Linked DNA regions of Sus scrofa: regions 1, 2, 3 and 4 are each linked to region 5. A link is a contact called in public HiChIP or PLAC-seq data. All regions are on one chromosome and are shown on one strand. Each heading gives the region's core, a stretch centred on a gene start, on an enhancer-like site or on the middle of the called end of the contact. The rest is flanking DNA. Distances are from core to core; before and after follow the strand shown.

What was found. HiChIP or PLAC-seq counts read pairs in DNA pulled down with a chosen protein or histone mark.
Region 1: a contact with region 5 is called in an H3K27ac HiChIP or PLAC-seq map of skeletal muscle, with 5 times the contacts expected there. The contact joins two enhancer-like sites. A contact is called at or near these places in 1 of 47 Hi-C or Micro-C datasets (skeletal muscle) and 1 of 2 datasets of contacts at active chromatin or transcription factors (skeletal muscle).
Region 2: a contact with region 5 is called in an H3K27ac HiChIP or PLAC-seq map of skeletal muscle. The contact joins two enhancer-like sites. A contact is called at or near these places in 1 of 47 Hi-C or Micro-C datasets (psoas muscle) and 1 of 2 datasets of contacts at active chromatin or transcription factors (skeletal muscle).
Region 3: an H3K27ac HiChIP or PLAC-seq map of skeletal muscle shows a contact between it and region 5, with 2.8 times the contacts expected there. The contact joins two enhancer-like sites. A contact is called at or near these places in 1 of 47 Hi-C or Micro-C datasets (embryonic fibroblasts) and 1 of 2 datasets of contacts at active chromatin or transcription factors (skeletal muscle).
Region 4: an H3K27ac HiChIP or PLAC-seq map of skeletal muscle shows a contact between it and region 5, with 5 times the contacts expected there. The contact joins two enhancer-like sites. A contact is called at or near these places in 1 of 47 Hi-C or Micro-C datasets (embryonic fibroblasts) and 1 of 2 datasets of contacts at active chromatin or transcription factors (skeletal muscle).

Annotation. Positions count from the first base shown.
Region 1 is chr2:127,413,998-127,416,697 of Sscrofa11.1, forward strand. No RefSeq gene overlaps it. Among named protein-coding and RNA genes, the nearest start is that of CSNK1G3, 400 kb to the left of the region's middle. Within about 2 kb of position 1,309, at least 10 of the 83 cell types and tissues checked have an H3K27ac peak or open chromatin away from gene starts, as enhancers often do. A contact at or near this core is called in skeletal muscle, where this site is marked.
Region 2 is chr2:127,587,592-127,590,412 of Sscrofa11.1, forward strand. No RefSeq gene overlaps it. Among named protein-coding and RNA genes, the nearest start is that of ZNF608, 570 kb to the right of the region's middle. Within about 2 kb of position 1,395, at least 15 of the 83 cell types and tissues checked have an H3K27ac peak or open chromatin away from gene starts, as enhancers often do. A contact at or near this core is called in skeletal muscle, where this site is marked.
Region 3 is chr2:127,786,061-127,788,760 of Sscrofa11.1, forward strand. All of the region lies in intron 2 of LOC110259460 (a long non-coding RNA gene), which reads right to left. Among named protein-coding and RNA genes, the nearest start is that of ZNF608, 370 kb to the right of the region's middle. Within about 2 kb of position 1,256, at least 33 of the 83 cell types and tissues checked have an H3K27ac peak or open chromatin away from gene starts, as enhancers often do. A contact at or near this core is called in skeletal muscle, where this site is marked.
Region 4 is chr2:128,909,150-128,911,870 of Sscrofa11.1, forward strand. The region is part of intron 5 of LOC102158243 (a long non-coding RNA gene); the gene reads right to left. Among named protein-coding and RNA genes, the nearest start is that of GRAMD2B, 640 kb to the right of the region's middle. Within about 2 kb of position 1,467, at least 7 of the 83 cell types and tissues checked have an H3K27ac peak or open chromatin away from gene starts, as enhancers often do. A contact at or near this core is called in skeletal muscle, where this site is marked.
Region 5 is chr2:128,307,746-128,310,445 of Sscrofa11.1, forward strand. It overlaps LOC106509541 (a long non-coding RNA gene), which reads left to right. Exons shown (of 3, transcript XR_001307170.2): 1 at 1-1,166. Among named protein-coding and RNA genes, the nearest start is that of ZNF608, 150 kb to the left of the region's middle. Within about 2 kb of position 1,371, at least 11 of the 83 cell types and tissues checked have an H3K27ac peak or open chromatin away from gene starts, as enhancers often do. A contact at or near this core is called in skeletal muscle, where this site is marked.

The sequences.
Region 1 (2,700 bases), core at 59-2,558, 890 kb before region 5:
TGGTGAATCCATGATTCAATTCAGATATTCTGATTCCAAGAGTATAAGACCATACAAGGGGCCAAAATTCCATGATTCTCATTTACTTACAAAAGCATTATATTTTAAAAGTTACTTTTCTATCTTAAGGGAGGAAAAGCACAACTTACTTATGAGTAAGATTTAGCCTTTAACAAGTTTACACAATTTTGTGAAATATAAAAATAACACTGACAGTTGGGGTTACATGGGATATTAAGAATGGCAGTGGGAACCATGGAGAATTTTGGTAGATTTTCTGCTCAAATGCTCTGCAATGTGTTTATGAGGCTTTTTGCATTTTCACTTTGTCGCAATCTATACCACAGGATAATTATTCTTCAGTAGTCTTCAGGAATATTTTACCAGTGAATCCTGCCAATATTCTGATGACAGAGATTACATTTACAAAGTCAAATAAAAACAAAGTATAGATGTACAGTAACTCTCTGGTAGGTGGAATTTAGAAACTGCCGTCTTAGTACGTTGCCCTGATTCCAGTCATGGAAAAGGAAGCATGTTCAGTTGAAACTGCTGCTGAAACTGTGAATTCCTCACAAGAGTGTTCACTGCAGAACCAGAGTAAAGGGATCAGAATCCATCATTTCAGGGCTCAGTGGGAAGCTCTGCAGGCTACAGATTTTGTGTCACAGTCTTTTTCTAACTCCCTTCATTCCTGAGCTTTGGGAAAGATCGTTGGATTACTTACAAGTGGTTATTTGACTCTTTAAGGCCAGCAGAAAAAGATGAAATTTATGGTAATTTTTCTTCCAGTAAAATTAAGTACCTGATTTATTAAGTAAGAGGTAATTTAATATGCATATTTAAACAACGGATCATTAGCACTTCATTTTTTAAGATCTTTCACAACAGGGCAGGGCTGACAGATGATTTTTTTGCTCCTTGTTTTTAAATGACTTTATGGTCATTCTTTATTTCTCTTGAAGTCATCTGGAATCCAGGCACTTCTGACCCCTGGTCTTTTTCCTTCACCACAGAAACTTGGTTTGCCACATCAGAAGTGTTATATAGCTCATTTGCACTGCAAAAAGATCCAAGGAACCGGTGAATTGTAGCTGCTTTTAAAAAAAAGAGTTGAAAAAAATCAATAATAAATTATCTTCCTATACAGCAGTTTAGGTTCTTTGCACGTCCCCTCTGACATGTAGATGTAGTTATAAATTGATTTAGTTGGGGACCATAAAGAATCTCACTTGCTCTGGACTGCCTGGTGAAGGTGCATTAGCGAAATAAAAATAACCCACCTTGTCAGAGGGCCTTTCTAGGAGCTGCCGAACCCAGCAAGTTATTTTTATAGTTTAATGAGCTAGGCCCTGGCTTCCACAGGGAGACACAGCAAGTGGAGTGCTTCATAATTTACTGCTGTAAAATGATCTGGATTCATGTTGTCTATAAAACATGAAAAACATTCTTCATTCCTTACCAATTAGATCATAGTTACAACTCACAGTTCCTTTGAGCTTAAAAGAAAAAATTTAACTGCTAGACATAAATGAATGCTGTGGTTAAATTAAACCCTTCAACAGCCCAAACAGGCTTGAAAGAAATGCCTTCTGGATGTTATTAACACGCATATTTAAGTGCTATTTTTAAATTTTAACTGCAAGCCATAGCAAGCCAAATGTTTAGAATAGCTATTTTGGCATCACAGCATTACTTTTCACATTTTTTTTCCATCTTTAATAATTCTTTCCAATAATTCTTTCACCTTTTATTATATTAAACTTTTTTTGTGGAGATAGGAAACTTGTTTTATGAAAATAACTCTTTCAGGAAAAAACAAACAATGGCAATGGAGTAGTGTAATAGAAAGTTCTGTACATTTATTATGTCAACAGGATAATGTTTCATTTTCTATGAGTATTCTAACATTGCTGAGAAATGACAATTTCAGTTCAACTTTTTAAAGGTTTCTTTAGAATTATTTAAAAATATATTATTTGTAGAAAACTTGAAACATAACTATGAGGAAGACAATAAAAACCACCCTTACCAAAGAAAAATTTTGATGTAAAGCTCTTACATGCGCGTGTGTTTGTGTACACAGCTGACTTTTGAAATATGAAGTGGTTAGGTTTTATAACCCTCTGCACATTCAAAAATATAAGTCTAAACCCACACTGAGCCCTCCCTATGCGTGGTTCCACATCTGCAGTGGATTCAGCCCACCTCAGATCATGTAATACTGCGGTACTCTTGAAAAAAAAAAATCCACATATAATGGACGTTCATGGTTCAAAGCTGTGTTGTTCAAGGCTCAACTTTTTATGTGAATTTATATGTGTAAATGTGTGTGTGAGAGAGAGTTTTGGTTTCTGTATTGTCTATGTCATAAAAATAAAGATTTTCTTATGTCATTAGATATTTTTTGAACACATGATATGCTAGTTTGCCAAGGCTGCCATAACCAAAAATCCCAGACTGAATTGTTTATAAAACGGCAATTTATTTTCTGGAAGCTGAAAGTCCAAGATCAGGTTTGGTTTCTCCTGAGGCCTCTCTCTTGATTGGCACATGGCAGCTTTCAGTCTGTATCCGAACATGTCCTTTTCTCTTTAAGTGAATATTATTCTCTTTAAGTGCATATTATCTTTCTTTTCTGATAAGGACACCAGTTTTATTTTGACTAGGACCCCACCTTTGCAATTTCATTTAACCTTA
Region 2 (2,821 bases), core at 145-2,644, 720 kb before region 5:
GAAGTTGGGCAAACAAAACTAGTTCTAAGGCACGGCTCCATTCGCATACTCTGCACTGATGCTTCTAGAAAGTGTATTTATAATGTGTATTTACTTTAAGAAGATCAAGACACTTACTTTTAAAATACGTTTCTGTGATATGTGCTCCCAGAGTTGGACATTAATCAAACCTAAGTAGAATCAACTGAGAGTCAAACTGAATCTCAGAAGCAGAATAACTGGCTTTAGAGAAAGGGCTGGAGGGCTTAGGAAAAGGTCCTCAGGGAAGCAGGCTGTACTTGGAATGTGAGTACCAGTCATTCTATGTGCCACTGGCTGTGTCTGTCCTTAGTGGTCTCAGATCCCATTGTGAAGGAAGGACTTTGGGAACATCCTTCTCCCTCTTGCCTCTCTTCTCCATTTGTAGGTTACATAGAAGCAAGACCAAGAGAGTATGAACTAACATTCAAATTTAGGGCTTATACTTTTTTAAGTTTTTAGTAAGATAACAAGAGTAAACAAAAGAGCTTTGTTCCCAGTCTTAATTTTAATTGGTTCATGCAAAGATATTTTCTAACCATTGGAATCCACAACCTAATCATTAACTTAATCATCCTATTAACTTTGCCAATATACATTGCTTTATGCCATACTGACCTACTCATGTGCACAAAATATGTGTGCAACATTCAGAGATACAGCAAGTTGTGTGTCTGTATGGAGAAAGACACAGACACACACACACACACACGCACAGAGCAGGTCAAGACAACAGCTGTTCAGCATTATTTACAATATACAGGCATCAGTGATGACCTAAAGAGCTGAAGAAAAAAACAGGCCATATTTTCAGCTTAATAAAACCCTGCAGTAGGGAGCCCTTTATGAACAATTACAAGCATTTGCCGGAAATACATTTGCTGATTTAACAAACTGGGTAGGACAAATGTTTAACATGCTGTCGTAATGATGTTCAGATGCTTTTCTTAGTATTCGTTGATCTGAGATAATGCGTTCTTGCCCAATCATTCTACAAAGCAGCAGCAGAAATAAATAAATAAATAGATGTAACGTGATGCGCTCCCACAATAGCAGCGCTGCTGACTGCCCCTGACAGATGGGGAAAAAAAAAGTCAATATGATGCCTGAGACAGCCCAGGCTTGGCACCGCAGAATAAATTACATGATTCGCTGAATGCCTGGGCTTCGCTCAGACATACAAAAAAATTGGAAAGATAAAAGCTTGCATTGGCTTCAGATGATATTTACTGCTTGATGGATTTACTAGCAGCCCCAGTACAGTCATACTGTATTGAATTATTGGCCTCTATTTAGCTGTGTGTCTGTCGGATCTTGAGTGTCCATTTAAGCGTAAGTGAGCTGGAGGCCCGCCAAGCCTCTCAGAGGCTCTGGGTACAGAGGGAGATGTGAGCTAATGGCCACCAGCCCGAAGAACAGAGAGCTGGAGGACACTGGGGGAGGCAACAAAGCCCAGCTACAAAGTACTTTCTTATCAATATTAATGCCAAAATAAATATTAATGGAGGCTGCCCGGCACATCATTTTTGAATGTGCCTTGTTTTCTTTGTATTTTAACACAAATGGCTGGAAATGACTGTGTGATTTTTCTCTTTCTTTCACATTTTCTTTCTTGCTCTGAATCTAAGCAAGAATTTGGAAAAGAACATTAGCTTTGCTCCTACCGTTGTCACAGCGGTGGGGTTTCTATAAGGCAAAGGAGGCAAATGAAATGCTGGTTTTAAGAGGTATACGGCTTCCAATAAAATATATGATTAGAATAGTAATGCACAGTATTGCAGCTATTGTTATGGATTCTTTATTGCATTGTGCTCAGGCAGTTCAACTGAGAAGTAGCATTTCATGTACAAAGAACCCAATGGGAAAGTCGCATTGTCATCTTAGCTTCAAAAAAAAGAAGGTGGTGTGTGGCAGGGGGGCAAAAGGGTCCATGGGGACTCTCTGTACTTTCGGCTCCATTTTGCTGTGAACTTAAAACCACTCTAAAAAAATAACATTTACTAATTAAATGAACACGCACACAAAGAAGGTGTAGGTACGGTGGGCATGGTGGGGAACAAAGAGAGCTAAGTGCCCAAGGCACTGGAGTGACCCAGAGTCCAAAACGTGAGTGAACTGAAATTGTGCATCATGTGTGCACGATGGGGAAGTGAGCGTAAGCCAGAGAGATGGAGCAGTTAAGAGAAGGTCTAGGGATTATTCCCAGGTTACTCACTTTTTATGCGAGTGATCAGGGGAAGGGTTACTGTGCAGGGCTCCAAAGTGAGATCTATGGCAGGAGTTTTCAGCTATCTGTGCAAGGGAACTGCTTCCCCCTGGGCAGCACAAAGCAACCCAGCATTCTCGGAAGATGCATGTGGAGCGTGCCAGATGACTGAATGCACAGGGTAGCTTCAAGAGGACCTCCTTGCTCTGGCGAGAGCACAGATAGCCTCCAGGAGCAGGAAACGGGCTGCAGGTGAACCATCCCCGTGTTAACTCACCATGGAACCAAAGCTGGGAAAATCACTTCATTCCTTTTAGCCACTATTTCCTAGCCCGTAAAACAGCTGCTGATGTCATCACAATAACAATTTACTACTTCACAAGATCTTTAGTGGATCAGGTGGGGCAGGAATGATGAAAAGGGGTATGTTATGGCAGCAATGCACACTCAGTGCTTTCACACTTGCTCATTTACTCTCTTCACAACACAGTGATGTGCATCTTGCTATATCCGTTTCATGAAAAATGAGATGTAGTGACCTAGCCCACGTCACATAGCTAGAAATGCCAAGAATGGACCCCACGCCTCCCCTAGGGT
Region 3 (2,700 bases), core at 6-2,505, 520 kb before region 5:
TAGAGTAGGGTCGTGGAATGGGAATTAGCAGGAGCTGGGATGAAGGGTGGGGCGGTCACAACGTGAGGGAGGTCGGAGGCCTGAGAGCAAGGAGCACGTTAGGCAAGCAGAGAAGGACCACCTGGAAACACCGAGTGCCTGGGAGAAGCTGGGGCTCTCGAAGCTGGGGCTGGACCAGTCCTCCCAGTCACATTCTTTTAGCAGTTTTCACAATCCCAGACTCAGGGATGAAGAGACAGGCAACGGGATGCACCCACTTGGGTCACTCTTCCAGCATCGGAAGCCAAAGAGCTGGCCCTCTCCTGGGATAACAGGGAGGGGTCACATCTGAGGATTTAGAGAGAGTCATGTGCAATCAACAAATTACCTAAAATTATTTCCACCACCAAAGCCAGGAGAAGGGGAGACGTAGCGGAAGCTAATAGTTGAGACCTGAGTTCTAACTCCGCCCTAAACAGCTACACCTCCTTCATCAAGTCAGTGGGTCTCCATCTTCTCATCTCTACAATAAAAGAATGGCTGGAGGCATTCTCTTCCAAGTCAGTGACCTAAGTTTCTGGGAAAACATTACTGCTCACCCATACCAAGTACGAGGGGATCTCCACAACCTCACCATAAATGCGGGAAAAGTGACCCTATTGCTCATTTCATAAACAAAACCGAGGGGGAAATTTCTAGAAACTCTCTTAGACTTAAGAACAGAGATCCCTTACCACCAACCTCTAATTGACCCTACTCTATTTCACAGAGAAAACAGAAGCTGTCAACGAAGGTCTCCCTCAGACTCCCTAAAGAATGTTCTAACCCACATTCAGAAACACCCCCAGATTAGTCTTGCCCAGGAGAGGTCTATAGAATCTGTGATATTATCTAGAAAAGCAGTTCAACTGTTAGAACGTCCCAGAGAGAAAACCGTGTCACCGGAACTAAGTGAAGTGACTGGGAAGCAGCCACAAAAAAAATCATCCCCCTCAGAGAGAAGACATATGAGCCGACAGGATTTAACAAACCTTTGTGTAACCCTAAAATTAACTGACACACAGTTTAAAGCCAAATCAGGGGGGAAAAAAAAAAAGAAATCTTTTTGAGAAAGTCACTTTCCTAGAAACTCAGGCCGGAGAGCAGAGGAAGGATTTTTCTTTCATTTTCTTTCCCAGCCAGATGAGTCATTTCAGAACAACCACTGAGTGCTGAACAATGAGACATTCAAGGACCAAAACCAGAGAGTCATTTTTTTTTTTCACCACAACACCCTCGGGTAGCTGTTCACTGTCTCTGGCAGACAAAATTATTTTCCAGCCGGCTCCTGGAGGACCATCTATAAACAAATTAGAAATTTCAAAGGGTTTGTTTTCTGCCTTCTGGCTGTCAGTAGGGGCCGTTCCCTTTGTGTCCTTCATATGAAAAAGTAATTTAACAAAGAAAAAAAGAGAGAGCACACCTCGGTTCGAAACAGACAAGCATGTACCCTCTCTCCCCCTCCCTTTCATCACACCCCCCTCTGCCCATTGTCATGTTTGGTCAGTTTTCTGTCAAAACAACTTTTATTGTATGCAGCTTTCATCCTGCAGGGCTCTGTGAGCTTGAGAGACAAGTTGTTTTCCTACAGCCATTCCATCAATAAGAAGAAAATGGAAAAAGAGCACTGATTTATGGCTGATTCTCCCTAACAAATAGTGGCAGTGACCACCCACCAAGCTATGTAGGGAGGGGAAGTTAAAAGTGGGCCCCATTGCCACCCAGCTCAGATTCAGACCCAAAACAAGAGATCTCTATAAACATGTTCCAAAAGCTGGTCAAGGAAGGCATGGTACATATTTCAGCAGGAAGAGAGAATGAGTCTGCCTAATGCTAACTCAGAAGAGGAATTAAGCTTCATGTCTGGCCCTTCTAGAAAAACTGCCCCCTCAAAAGATCCCGGTGGATGGGAAGCACCAGGTAGTTAGACATAAGGAACGTAGTATATTTCAAAGGAGAAAGCTGGCAAAATTGGTGCCCAGTGTACCAGTAAGGAAACTTAGACCTAAAGGGAAAGGAAGGTATATCACCAAACAGTGACACAGCAAAATGTCCAGAGGAGAGGACAGGGTCACAGCTCCTTGTTTTATGTGGCCCAGAGACAGCATTTGGGGAATAAGATGCTTTCCTTGGTTTTGGCTTGAAAAGTCCATTTTCTCATTATTATCTTATTTTTCATTCTTTGGGATTGATTTGGGGCTTGGCTAGCAGTCAAGAGCTGGAGAACATGAGGTTCGCAAATGCAGCTATTTCTAGCAGGCTGATACGCTCTACTAACCATGGTTTAAGTGGCATGCCAAATCTGGACTTTGCTTTCTAGGTTTGCACTCTAAGGTGAACAGGTCTTCAAAGCCTTGCTAGCACAGAGCATTTCATTTAAAGAAATTCTTGGCTCAGGCAAACCAATTTGGAACCGTTGGGTGTATGCCAAGAGAGAGAAAAATACCGGGTGGCTTAATGTGGTTTAGTGCACTTTTTTTAAAAGGTGTATTTTGCATACACTTATTTCCAATTCTTTGTCTGCAGAGTGTCTGGATTCTGCAGGTAGATTTCTAACAGTAATTCCAGGCTTGAGGATCAAGTAAAGAACGAAAATGGCTTGAGAAGTAAAAGCTTCAGAACAGTCAGAGCCCAAGCCCGAGTTTGGAGCATAGCCCTGTGTGGGTGTGTGTGTCTTTGCAC
Region 4 (2,721 bases), core at 217-2,716, 600 kb after region 5:
CACATAAGTTTATTGGTTAAAGAATCCCTCTAAGTAATGATTTTTATACATATAACCACTTTCATTACTATTAAATATTTAGAAAATATGAGAGCATAAACTCAAGAAGCACAGAGATGTTATCTATTCCATTCACTATTTTAATCCAGAGCTTAATACAGTGCATAGATAGATAGATATTCTGCCACTTAGAGTGGACAGAAACCAGGAAACACACTAATTTACAGCCGACTTAATTAAGCATATTTGTAACAGGGAATGTTTTAACTCATCCTTACAACAAACTGATGAGGTAGACATTTCTTTTTTTTTAATTTTTTTGATTGTTATTTCCCCAATAGTTTTTTTTCCCCTACTGTTCAGTATGGTGACCCAGTTACACATACATGAGGTAGACATTTTATTTTCAAGTCTAACATTTATTTTACCATAACTGATAAATGAGTGATGTGATTGCAGACAGTTTTAGAAGTGTTTGAGCACTATTTTCACTAAAATGGCACAATTCTTAGATTTATATGTTTGCATATATCCCTAACTTAAGGTTTTTTAATAGTGACATAGAATTTAAAAAAATAAACAATACCTTCAGTGTTCTACTTTCCTCAGTCACTGTATACCACCTTTTTCCATGCATTATGCCTGGATTACATTCAATAAAAGTTGAGGTTTAAAAAAACCATAAAACATATGTAAGTTACCACCAACATAATAAAATCAATGAAATTCCAAGCATGTCTGTGGCTGCATCCTGAATTCATCTCAGATCCCAAGTGGTACAATACAAATGAAATGGAACACTTCACCCCATTCTACAAATTCCCTCTGCAGCTTTTACAACAGAATGAGTTATGGACCGGCTGAAAGAGTCAGAAGCTCAGTGCTTTGTACCATGCTTGTTTTGTTACATGTGACATGTCGGGTCTGTGAGAATCTGGACTACATTACGGTTGTTCTAGGTTTGGAGCAGCAAGCATTTACATAGATCAGTTCTTCCTTGGGGAGTGGGGGTGGGCAGACTGTGAATATTTTCAGGAGCGGTATCATCTTACCAGGACCAAAGCTGAGGCCACACCATGCCTGCTGACACACTGGGCACACTGCCTGCATCTGTTCCATAAATGTTCTCTTGGCCCTGTTTCTCACAAGCTGAATGCTGGGAAGTGACAGGTGCACGGGTGGACCAGGCTGGCGCAGTGTCTGACTGTCTGAACGGCTGGGGCTTTCCATCTGACAGGATTTACCCAGTCATGATGGATGGTAGCTCGAGCACAGGAAAGAGAAAGGGAAGCTAGAGAGGAAACTAACTGTATTATACCGTGGGGGTCTGTAAAATGCCCACCTATGAAACGATATGAGGAGCTCAATATCTGACAAGAGTTGAGGGAATTAAGAGTAATTTGATTACAGGTGCTCAACTGGCATTCATTTTCCTCTTATTATCTGAGAACCTTCCCTCGAGAGAGAGCACTAACCTTCAAAAGGAGCAGATGAATGGCTCTATTAAAAGCACTGTAGTTTGTTCATGGCTCTGTAGCATCTGACCATTTTATGAACCCAGTGGAATTGTAAATAGGAAACAGAAGAGAGGAAATGTCTTCCTCAAACAGTGTACAGATGACTCTATCTGTCTTTAGTGATTTGTAATTCTGAAAGAGAGTGTGCACACGGACAGAACGATGTGGAGGAGCGGTACCTGCTCCATCCACAGGGCCCCCAGTCCTGAGTGTATCTCTTAAAGGTCAGATATTTCAATTCTATGTTGTGTCAAACGGTGACGGTGTCTTTAAAAAAAAATGAATAAAATATCTAAGTTAAATGTGCTCAGTATTAAATAACTTGTTGTTGCTATTATATATATATGCGTGTGTGTGTATATATATATATGGTTCATTTTAATCTCACTTAAAAACACATCTCTAGGAGTTTCTGTCGTGGCACAGTGGTTAACGAATCCGACTAGGAACCATGAGGTTGCGGGTTCGGTCCCTGCCCTTGCTCAGTGGGTTAACCATCCGGCGTTGCCGTGAGCTGTGGTGTAGGTTGCAGACATGGCTCGGATCCTGTGTTGCTGTGGCTCTGGCGTAGGCCGGCAGCTACAGCTCTGATTCGACCCCTAGCCTGGGAACCTCCATATGCTGTGGGAGCGGCCCAAGAAATAGCAAAAAGACAAAAAAAAAAAAAAACCACATATCTCTAGATAGTTTTTGATATCAACTTTCAAATACAATTTCTGTAAGAGTGACAACTATGAATGGAAAATATCTTACCTGAATGATTCATAAATAAATAAATCTCACTGGTTTACCTATAATGAAGCCATAGGACAACACCAACAACTTTCCCTCCTCTAGTAAAAAAGCAAGATTAACAAATTTATTTAAAACTGTGTCTCGAATATTGATATTGCTCTTAGCTTATTTAATCTGAATTTAGAAAAAGTGCAAATGTTTCGTTGGCATTACAGTTTGCTTAATAGCTTCCTTCTGGTGTGTCACAGAGGAAGATAAACTAATATTTACATCTTATCAATAGAAATAACAACTTGGATACTAATCTATAACATATAGAAAAGTCTTCCAAGATTCAGGAAATTCAGAACTAATAAACCATGTAATAATTAATTGTATATCATTAAATAATTAATAATTAATAGTAGTTTCCCTTTTTTATCAAAATACATATAACTGTACATAAACTATAAAATATCACTTAAATGTT
Region 5 (2,700 bases), core at 121-2,620:
AATTCCGGTCTGACATGCAGGCAACTCATACCCAGAGCTTAATGCTTTTAGTAATTATAAGGATCATGTAGAGTATGTTGATTGGTGGGGGGAAAAAATCTTTATTAACTGCTCAGAAATAGTTAATTCTTCATTAGTCAGAGCACTGCACTAGAGGCTGCTGCCTGTGAACCATGGATTAGAGTTTATGATAGTAATAACCTCCCTGAAAAAACATTTGTTACTATACTTAATGACCAGATTTTAGTGCATTAACCTTCCTCAGGAGGTCAACTAACAAAATGGATGTTAACTGCTTGTAACAACCAATTCCTCTGAAATTAATATTTAGATGCCTTTGGTGTCAAAAAAAAACCTTCCTTCCCTATCAGGGCATTAAAAACACTTCTAAATTATTAATAGCAGGCAGGATTCAATGCCTCAAAGATTTCCATGCCAACGCTCTTTATCCTCAGCCTCTTCCTATTTTCTCGAACAGAGTTCTCTTCGGCAGGAACAAGGAAGGCATTCAGGGAAATTAGGTCTCAGAAATGCATGTGGGTCAACAATGTACTGCAGTTTGGAAAAGGTCATCCTTTAAGTTCAACAGAAATAAACATTACAGGAGTGTGAAAGGCGATGCTGAGAGCACACTGGGAACCCAACGGGGACAGACACCCCGCCAGGCCTGGGCTCCAGAGCTACAGCCCTCTCACCACCTGTCAGGAACTCCTTAACGACACGTTTTTTTTTTTTTTTTTGCATCCCTTCTGCGACTGACCTCCTGGCTCATCTCTCCAGCCCCTCCCTCTGCCTTCAAATTGGAAACAAACCACACTTATGTCAAAACAACTTCTCAACTATTTCCTTCCCGAGCAATCCCAGAATATAAAACATGTTCTGAAAAGCTGCACCATTCCCTGGAGAAATTTTATGATTTGGTTACTGCAGAGTGTGCTGCTCCTTGGCTGGGGTAGCCTGAAGTCCTTGCCAAACAATGAAGCAATGCTATTATTAGCCTTCCTATTCAATGGCCACAAAACAGCCCCTGTTTCTATTTTCAGACTGTGCTCTTCTGGCTCAAGAAGGCCAACACTGCACCCGTAGGGCAAAGGAGCCATCCATTGCCAAAACCTGCAGAGCAGTGGGAAGGGGAAAGGTTTTCCTGGTGGCATTTTTCGGCAGAGGTAAAATCCAGATGGGGAGCCAAATCGCCGCCTGCGAGTCTCAGCAGAGGTTTTCCTACTGGGTCTGGGAGGGCACCCCTGGGATCTCAGCAATGAAGCTGCTGTGTTTACTACTTTTCTCAAATTGCCTGGATGCAGTCACTGACTCAGTCGTTTAGATCAGCCCAGTGCAGGCGCAAAACGCTAAATCAGTAACACACAGAGCTGACGTGAATGGTTCAAGTGACGATGTCAAAGGCTTGGGCAGTTGCCTCTCGGCATGGTCAGTTACAGCCCAGCAGCAGTGTTCCAGAGGAGCCAGGCAATGTGGGGCATTTGATTTTTTTTTTTTTTAATGAGCTATAATGGACAGAACATTATATTAGTGTCAGGTGTACAACATCATGATTCGATATATATTATGAAATGATCACAGTAAGTCTAGTTAATATCCATCCTTGTACAGGGTTACCATTTTTTTGTGTATGATGAAAACTTTTACGATTGATTCTTTTAGCAACTCCTTTTACTCGTTTGCTTAACCTCCACCCCTGCCCCTGGCAACCACTAATCTGTTCTTTGTACCAATGAGCTTTTTTTTTTTTTTTTAAAGATGCCACATATAAGTGTGATTATACAGTATTTGTCTGACTTATTTCACCTAGTGTAATGCTCTCAAGGTCATTCCATAGCTTCACAAATGATATTATTTTATTCTTTTTTATGGCTGAATTACATACATATGTGTGTATATGTATACACATATATATGATATATGTATGTATGTGTATGTTTGTATCTATGTATCTCATATTTTTTTATCCATTCATCCATCAATGGATACTTAGGCTGTTTCCATGTCACACATATTGGAAATAATGCTGCAGTTAACATGGGTGTGCATTTATCTTTTCCAGTTAATGTTTTCATTTATCTTTGGATAAATACCCAGAAGCAGAATTGCTGGGTTATATGGTAATTCCATTTTTAGTTTTTTGAGGCACCTCCATACTGTTTTCCACAGTGGCTGCACCAATTTTCATTCCCACCCACAGTACACAAGGATTCCCTTTTCTCTACATCCTTGCCAACACTTGTTATTTCACAGCCATTCTAACAGCGTGAGGTGATATCTCATTGTGGTTTTGATTTGTACTTCCCTGATGATTAGTGATGCTGAGCATCTTTTCATATACTATGTCTTCTTTGGAAAAATATCTCTTCAGTTTCCTGGCCCCTATTTTAATTGGTTGGTTTTGTTCTTGCTGCTGTTGAACTGTATCAGCTCTTTACATATTTTAGCTATTAGCCCCTTATCCAATATACAATTTGCAAGTACTTTCTTCTAGTCCATAGGTTGTCTTCTCATTTCATTGATGGTTTTCTTTGCTGTGCAGATGTTTTTTGGTTTTGGTATCTGCCGGGTTGTTTATTTCTGATTTTGGAGTCAGAGCCAAAAAATCATCCCCAAGACTGATATCGAGGAGCTGACCGCCCATGTTTTCTTCTAGAAGTTTATGGTTTTAGGTCTTTTGTTCAAGTCTTTAATCCATTT